Linked DNA regions of Gossypium hirsutum: region 2 is linked to region 1. Evidence: chromatin contacts called from public Hi-C data. All regions are on one chromosome and are shown on one strand. Each heading gives the region's core, a stretch centred on a gene start, on an enhancer-like site or on the middle of the called end of the contact. The rest is flanking DNA. Distances are from core to core; before and after follow the strand shown.

The links. A called contact is a pair of places that touch in the nucleus more often than the background predicts.
Region 2: a contact with region 1 is called in a Hi-C map of leaf, with 2.7 times the contacts expected there. The contact joins the promoter of LOC121228873 here to the promoter of LOC107916628 in region 1. A contact is called at or near these places in 7 of 34 Hi-C or Micro-C datasets (anther, hypocotyl, leaf and 1 more).

The regions. Positions count from the first base shown.
Region 1 is chrA01:15,995,202-15,998,938 of Gossypium_hirsutum_v2.1, forward strand. It overlaps LOC107916628, which reads right to left and starts at 1,805. Exons shown (of 4, transcript XR_005926399.1): 1 at 1,662-1,805; 2 at 1,031-1,080; 3 at 587-948; 4 at 1-447.
Region 2 is chrA01:16,293,496-16,297,232 of Gossypium_hirsutum_v2.1, forward strand. It overlaps LOC121228873 (protein ROOT PRIMORDIUM DEFECTIVE 1), which reads right to left and starts at 1,950. Exons shown (of 3, transcript XR_005926408.1): 1 at 1,717-1,950; 2 at 1-1,373.

The sequences.
Region 1 (3,737 bases), core at 555-3,054:
GGGAAAGAAGTTTTCATTAAAGTTTTCATTAAAGCTATTCTTCAAGCTATTCCTACGTTTAAAATGACCTATTTTTTACTTCCCAAGACTTTATGTGATGATCTTGAGAGCATTATTGCGAAGTTTTGGTGGCAGAAAGGTTATGGTAAAAGGGACATTCATTGGTGTGCTTGGATAGCTCTATGTATCGGAAAAGAAAATGGTGGTTTAGGTTTTCAAAGCCTTGATCAATTTAATGTTGCCTTATTAGCCAAGCAAGGTAGCACTTTATTAATTTCCCAAATTCATTATTAGCACAGGTCTTAAAAGCTAAATATTATCCACAGTCAGATTTCATCTATGCACAGCTAGGGAATTTACCTTTTCTGACCTGGAAAAGTATTTGGGCAGCAAAAGGGCTAGTGCAAGATGGTTTATGTTGACGAGTTAGGAAAGGAGACCAAATTTCTGTTTGGAATGATCATTGGATTCCAGGTGTAGATATTGATAGAAGTAATGACAACATCAACAATATAGGAATTGAGTTAGTTTTGGACTTAATTGAAGCAACAAGAAGAAAGTGGAAAGCTGATCTAATTGAAAATACCTTTCGAGAAAATACTGTATAGAAGATTTTGCAAATTCCCCTGGCGGAAGAAGAACATAACAACTTCCATGTCTGGCGAGGAGAACATTTTGGCAAATTTACAGTCAGAAGTGCCTATAAACTATTACAAGAGGCAACTACGGATCCTAGGTCTTATTTAATACAGACCGAAACAAAAAATTTCTATAGGAAATTATGGAATTTACACCTCCTATCAAAAGTTGCCATCACTATATAGCGTCTTTTATGGAATTTTATCCCTACCCTAAAGAATTTAAGACTAAGAAAAGTGGCTTCAGATAGCTTATGCCCCCGGTGTCGAAATGGAGAAGAAGATAGCAACCATGTGTTTAGACAGCGCCCTATAACAATAGAAACATGGCAAAATCTTAATCTCTCATGGGTCACAAATAATGCAATTCCAAATCAGTGGTATTGGCTTACCTGGGTTTTTACCATAGGTAACAGTCAATAGTGTCGCCTTTTTTGCTGTGCTGCATGGGTGATATGAATTGCCAAAAACCAACTTGTTCATGAGGGGAAAATAACAACATGACAAGAATTATCAAAAAAAGTTTACAGTTACATAGCAGAAATAGATGGATCGGAAGAAAAACCATCTACTTTAGGTGATAACAGAAGTCAAAGACGGATCACAAGAAATACGACAGTAACTATCTATTTTGACGCAACATTTGATAGCAAATATTCAAGATCAACTTCGGGTCTGGTGGTGTGGGGGGGGGGAGATGGACGAGTTTCTTGCCTTAAAATCAGTACTCCACTCCGCAATATCGTCCCCGTTCATGGCGGAGGCATATGCAGGATTACAAGCAGTAAAGTTAGGGATCTCACTGGGTTTTCAGTCAGTTATTATAATGGGAGACTCAAAAACAGTTATAAAAAAATGCAACTTAACAACGACAGATAAGTCAGTGCTAGGGGTGGACATCCGAGATATTCAAAGAAAGAAACAATTTTTCCAAGAAAGCAATTTCAGTTTATTCACAGATCAGAGAATAGTCAAGCTCATGAACTTGCAACAGAAGCTTTAAGAAAGGGAGAGGAAACATACCTGGAGGATGCAGCCTTCACTTGCCTTCAGCGTGGAAATGAAATCTCCTAGGAAATTGCTATCGTTTTGAACGGCTGGCATGGGAACTTGAAACATCAGATATTAGTGGACACCAACTGTTTTGATACCGACTGAATTGGACGTTTGGATTAGATGGTTTTTGTTTCTTTCATTTTTCTGATTTTTTTGTTTAGTGTGGGCATCTTATCTTTTGGGCCAATTTTTCTTTTATTTTTAGGGTCCACTTTCATTGATCCAAAAGCCTCTATTATATTGCTCATTTTAAGATAAATAAAGTTTAGTCGGATTTTTCAAAAAAAAATTTGTCAAACAATAATATATGACAAGTGTGGTGACATATAGAGTGATTATATATGTAATTTAGAACGCATAATAATTGTATTTTTTTAAAATTTTCATTGCATAAGTCAAAATGAAGTCCCTCATAAATGTTAATAAATATTATATTAAAAAAGGAAACAATAATAAAAAGTTTAGTTCCCAAAAATAATGTAAAAATAATGAAAGAGTAGTAAATAAAACTACAATAAAACTACACCCATCAACTTTCATTTCCTATTTATATCCCCAAAATAAAGCATTTGTATTTCACACATTATTAAAGCTTAAGTTCATACGTCAAATTAAACAATACAAAATTTGGTCCTTGCCCATCAGTAAATGGGATGAAAACAAAGAAAGTTTCAATTATGGAAGAATAACAGAATGCAACGTAAGGACAGAAGATATTAGGTGCCACCAAAATTTGGATCTTTGCCCATCTGTAAATGGCTCCCTACTGCCCATGTAAATCTCAGTGCCTAATATATAATTATCTCTTTAATCTAGATGGAAATTCTTATTTTCTTTCATTGGCTTCTATTTATACTTGTTGTATGTTTTTTATTCTTCTTTATAGTAACATTTGAATACTGCAAAATATTTTAGATGAATGATTATTAACACCAACGAAAACATAAGAAAGTAGTGTCATTTTTTCGGATATGATTCTATAATATGTTATAGGATTATTTTATGTACTGGAATGTTAAAGTTGGGATTTTTTTAGACCATACCGGATATAAATTTTGAGGTGGAGGGGTGGCTGGAGTGCAAAGCTTCTTGTTGGCATGTAATTGGGGGGGGGGGCTTACAGGGTAGAAGCCAGGGGGGCTGGCATGGGCCCTGCCCCCCTAAAATGTAAAGTTACTCTTTTGACCCTTAATTTTTTTAAAAATTTTAAATTAGTAAAGGTAAAATTACACTTTAGCCCCCTTAAAATTATAAAAATTTGATTTAATCCATTACAAATTATAAAGATATAAACTATAAAAAATCAAAATTTTATTCGGCCCCCCTAACAATTTGTTCTGGCTTCGCCGCTAGGGGCTTACCTATGATATGCATAATTGCATAATGCAATGCAACAAATTGTATGATAATTCATTCATAATGGAGTAATGGATTACAGCATTATGTGACTTTCTAAAAAAAATGGAAGTTTAAAGAATTGGCTACCTATTATGGTTGCTTTTAGGGTCCGCATGTTATTTTAAATGGTCTAATTTTAGATTTGCTGCATCATGATTTGCAAGTTATATTGTTAAGTCCCTATTTATAATCTAAATATACTATTTAACTCTTTTTTTTTATTATTCTTTTCGTTTCTTATTATTTATGATATAAGTGTCATGAAAGCTAATAGTTTTTGTGATGCTTCTATAGCTATAGTAACCTTTATTATAAAAACAAAAGTAACCAAAAATCCCTTTGTCAAATGTCACAAATAGACAAATAATTAGTTGTTTTTTCTCAAACTTTGTGACGTTCTATAAACAACATGAATGAAAACCTTTTGTGACCTTTTGTCCTAACGATTGTATGTGCCACAAATATGTTTTTTGCTTATGTTAGTAAACGTGACACTTGGAAATGTCACAATTTTGTTACATTTTTAGAAACTTTTCATGACGCTTTAAAGCATTACAAAAAGCTTTTCCATACTGTTAATTGCGTGACGCTTTTTACATTTCATAAAAAAACACAGAAAATAAAAAACGTCTGATTGTTTTCTTG
Region 2 (3,737 bases), core at 700-3,199, 300 kb after region 1:
TCCATCAAATGGCTGCTTAGAATCATTGATGTCACCTAGACTACCAAAAGCAGTTTGATCATAACTATCTAAAATTGGGATAACCCAGTCACCGTCTCTTCTGCCTCCCACATTTGTTCTGAAAACTGAGCTATTTCTTTCCTCCTTAATTTCTTCCAGATCTTCCAAAGATCTAGTATTTCGACGCCCAAGCAAGATAAGGTCCAGCATTTTCCTTCGAACAACATAAATAGGATTTGGCAAAGCCAAACACCCTTTTGAATAGGCTTCTCTAAGGAAAACAGTCTGAGTACTTCCTTTGGTACATATATAGAAAATACCAGGGTGCTTCAAAAGCAGTTCACACACATTAACTTCAATAGCAAAATCCTTTCTAAAATGAGCCAATCTGTCAACTTCAAGCATCTTCTCTACTGTCAAGCTCAAGAGCTCATGAATAATCCCAACTGCCCGCTTCTCAAAACGCTCAATCCCTCCACAAGTACGAACTCTGAGAACCTCCTTGCTCACATAAGGCTTCAAATAGGGAAGCCTCTGCCAGTTCTTTAATTTCTCTCTATAACCTCCCTCTATCTTAAACCCTGTTGGAAAATTAATGGGAAATGCATAACTTGTCTCAAACTCACTCAACCATTTATCTACATATTCTTTTTCTCTCCATTTTTCAACTTCAGCCTTGGCCAAACTCTCATTCCTGTCAACCAGCTCAACAATTTCCAAATCAACTAACCTAAAATCCTTTGAATGTGTTCTTAAAATAGAATCTCTGAAATCCTCAGGCAAGCCAAGTTCTCTCCTAATTAACCTCAAAGCATGGACATGAAGTGTCCCATTTTTTGACATCATGAGCAGTTTCTTTACCTTTTGCACCAATTCAGGTTCATATTCTTTGACAATTTTTTCTTCCTCGTCAATCAAATCTCGCATTCTCTGAGTTATCTTGCAGCATAAATTCCTCCTAAGGGGGTGTACAAATAACTCAAAGACATGTGGATATTTGTGAAGAAATTCACCCATGCCCACATTCAGACCGACAATGTTTCTCCATCGTGACATCAGTTGCACAGAGACAAAGGGACCACGCTTTCGCTGGGCCATAAGCTGGTGGATGTTAAGGATGGTTTTGAGTTTGTTAATGTGCATCATGAGCTTGTCTAGTTTTAAATCTTTAGTTCTGGATTCTAGGCGAGTCTGAGCTGAAACAATTGGTTTTTTCCATCTCCTTTGAGAAAATGAATTGAATGGTCCAAATAATATTCCATTGCACCTTACACTTTTCAAAAAGATCATGCTTTCAAGACCTAGAGAACTTCTCAACTAGTCTCACAAGCTTCCTTCACCAAAAAGCTTTTTTGTAACTAAACAATGCCTACCTAATGTGCATGATAAAATGTTAATAAAGTAATAAAAAAAAAACTTGGAAAACCAATTAATACCTTTCTGAAGCTAAAACAATTTCTAAAATTTAACACGATGTACATGATAAAGTGTAAATAAAAAGTAAATTTAAACAAACCAAAACCAAAAAACATGAAAAATCTCACATACTTGCTAACCAGTTATATAAAATTGACATCAGCAGCAACCCATAGTTAGGAAAGCATGTAAATTCTTAATCTAAATCGAAAATCCGAATTCCAGGCCAGTTAATGAATAAAGCACATATGAACTACCCAAATTAAAATGTAATAGAAGATAAATTTCCCTAAGACTCACGGTAGCTGGCGAGTGAGTTGGCTGCTGGGTAAAGTGGCAGGCGTCGGTTGCTCGGTTACAGCCCCTGAGGAAAGGGTGGCCACAGTGGATATTTAGGGTTTGGGGAAATCAAATATCTGTAGAGCAGAACGGAGAGGCGTCTCGGCAGTCCAGGAAGTCGGGTTTTTTTTTTTTGTTGGGTCATGGGTGGGTGATTCCGGTATGGTTTATTTTACGGTTAATGCTTAATTTAGTCATTCAACTATACCAATTTTCTCACTTTAGATCTTAAAGTTTTTTTAATCTAGATTAGGACCTAATGTTATCTTCTGAAAAGCAGTTCAGTCCTTTAATGTAAAAAAGAAAAAATTGATTGAGCCTCCTACCATTTATTTTCCATCATTAGAAAATTTAAGAATATAAATGACTAAACCGCATTGCAAAAGATAACTTTAGTTGTTTAACTGAACCAAAAAATAAAAAATTTTAGGGGTGCTCGGGTCGGTTTAATTCCGGTTGGACCTAAACACAATATTAATATATTTTATGCTTATCCAAGCCTAGTCTGACCTAAAATTTGAGTTTAAAATTTTGCTAAAACCTATTAATATTTGTAAAAAATTAACCCAAACCTATTTTAGTCACATCCATATTATTTTTAATTTTAAAAAAAATATTTATATTATATTATTTTAATATTTAATAACTTGATACATTTTTTATTTATTGAAAATTTGTATATAGTTATCTTAACATTATTTTAATATTTACATTAAAGTAATATTATATATTTAGTATAAATTTATTTTTTAATGTATTCTAAATTATATAATATATAAAAATAACATAATATAAAATATTATAAACTTAAAACCGGTCAGGCTTGGACTTGAAATTTAAGGCCCAAGCTTGACTCATATTTTAAACGCGCTTAATTTTTTTGTTCAAATCTATTTTTCAAGCTTAATATTTTTAGTCAAATCTTCTTCAATTTTAAGCGAGCCTTCGGGACTGAATAGATAACCTAGTATATGAACAAGTCTACTTCAACTTTATAAAAAGAAGAATTACTTTAGCCCTCTATTTAATTTTTTACCTCTTTTAGCTCTTAAATTTATATTTTTTGTTAAATAACTTTAAAATAAAGAGTTAAATAATTATTTTTATAAAATTGAAGGGGGAAAAATGTTATTATGGGTAACTGAAAAAGGGTTTCTTTTCGGACATTCTTTATGATATTTTTTCAAAACATTAAATAAGCGAAATTAAATCTTAGTTTACGGGCTTTCATATATATTTTCTAAAAATATGCGTCACCTTTTGCTAATGTCAAATAATTTTCCAGTTGGGCAAGGTTTTATTCATGAAACATTCATGCTATATCGCAAGTGTATATATATATAACGAGAACATGCGATAAATCTTAAATTATTGAATGAAGAAACTCGACCAAATCTATCGTAAATATCATATGAAGTTGAGTAAGTGATGGATTCGATTACGCATTTCATTAAATGTTGTTGGAGCTAACTGCAACAAATAGCAAGGTTCAACAAAAAGCTTGCCGAGCAAGAATCGAGACTTGCGGCAGAAACAAAGAAGAAAAATGAAATAAATTTTAAGCAAAGCTAAAATAGAGAGTATATGGATGAAATCTTGATTGAATTCATTCATTTTTTTAAAATGGCATAAAGCCTATTTATACAAGCTTACAACTTGACAACTTAGTTGGAATACAACTAAGTTTCATCATTACATCCACTTAAAATAAATCACCACCTACTACCACTAACAAACTTAGTTGGAATACAACTAAGTTACATCATTACATCCAAATAATAATAATAATAATAATAATAATAATAATAATAAAACATGTGATTGCTACATGCTAACCATTGCTTCAATACTCCTCCTTGGTTTGCATGGAGCAAACACCTAGCTTCCTTCTTAGACATTCGAACCTTGTGACATTAAGGGCTTTAGTCAAAATGTCTGCAAGTTGATCGTCAGAATTACAATGGATCAGCTTCACTTCCTGA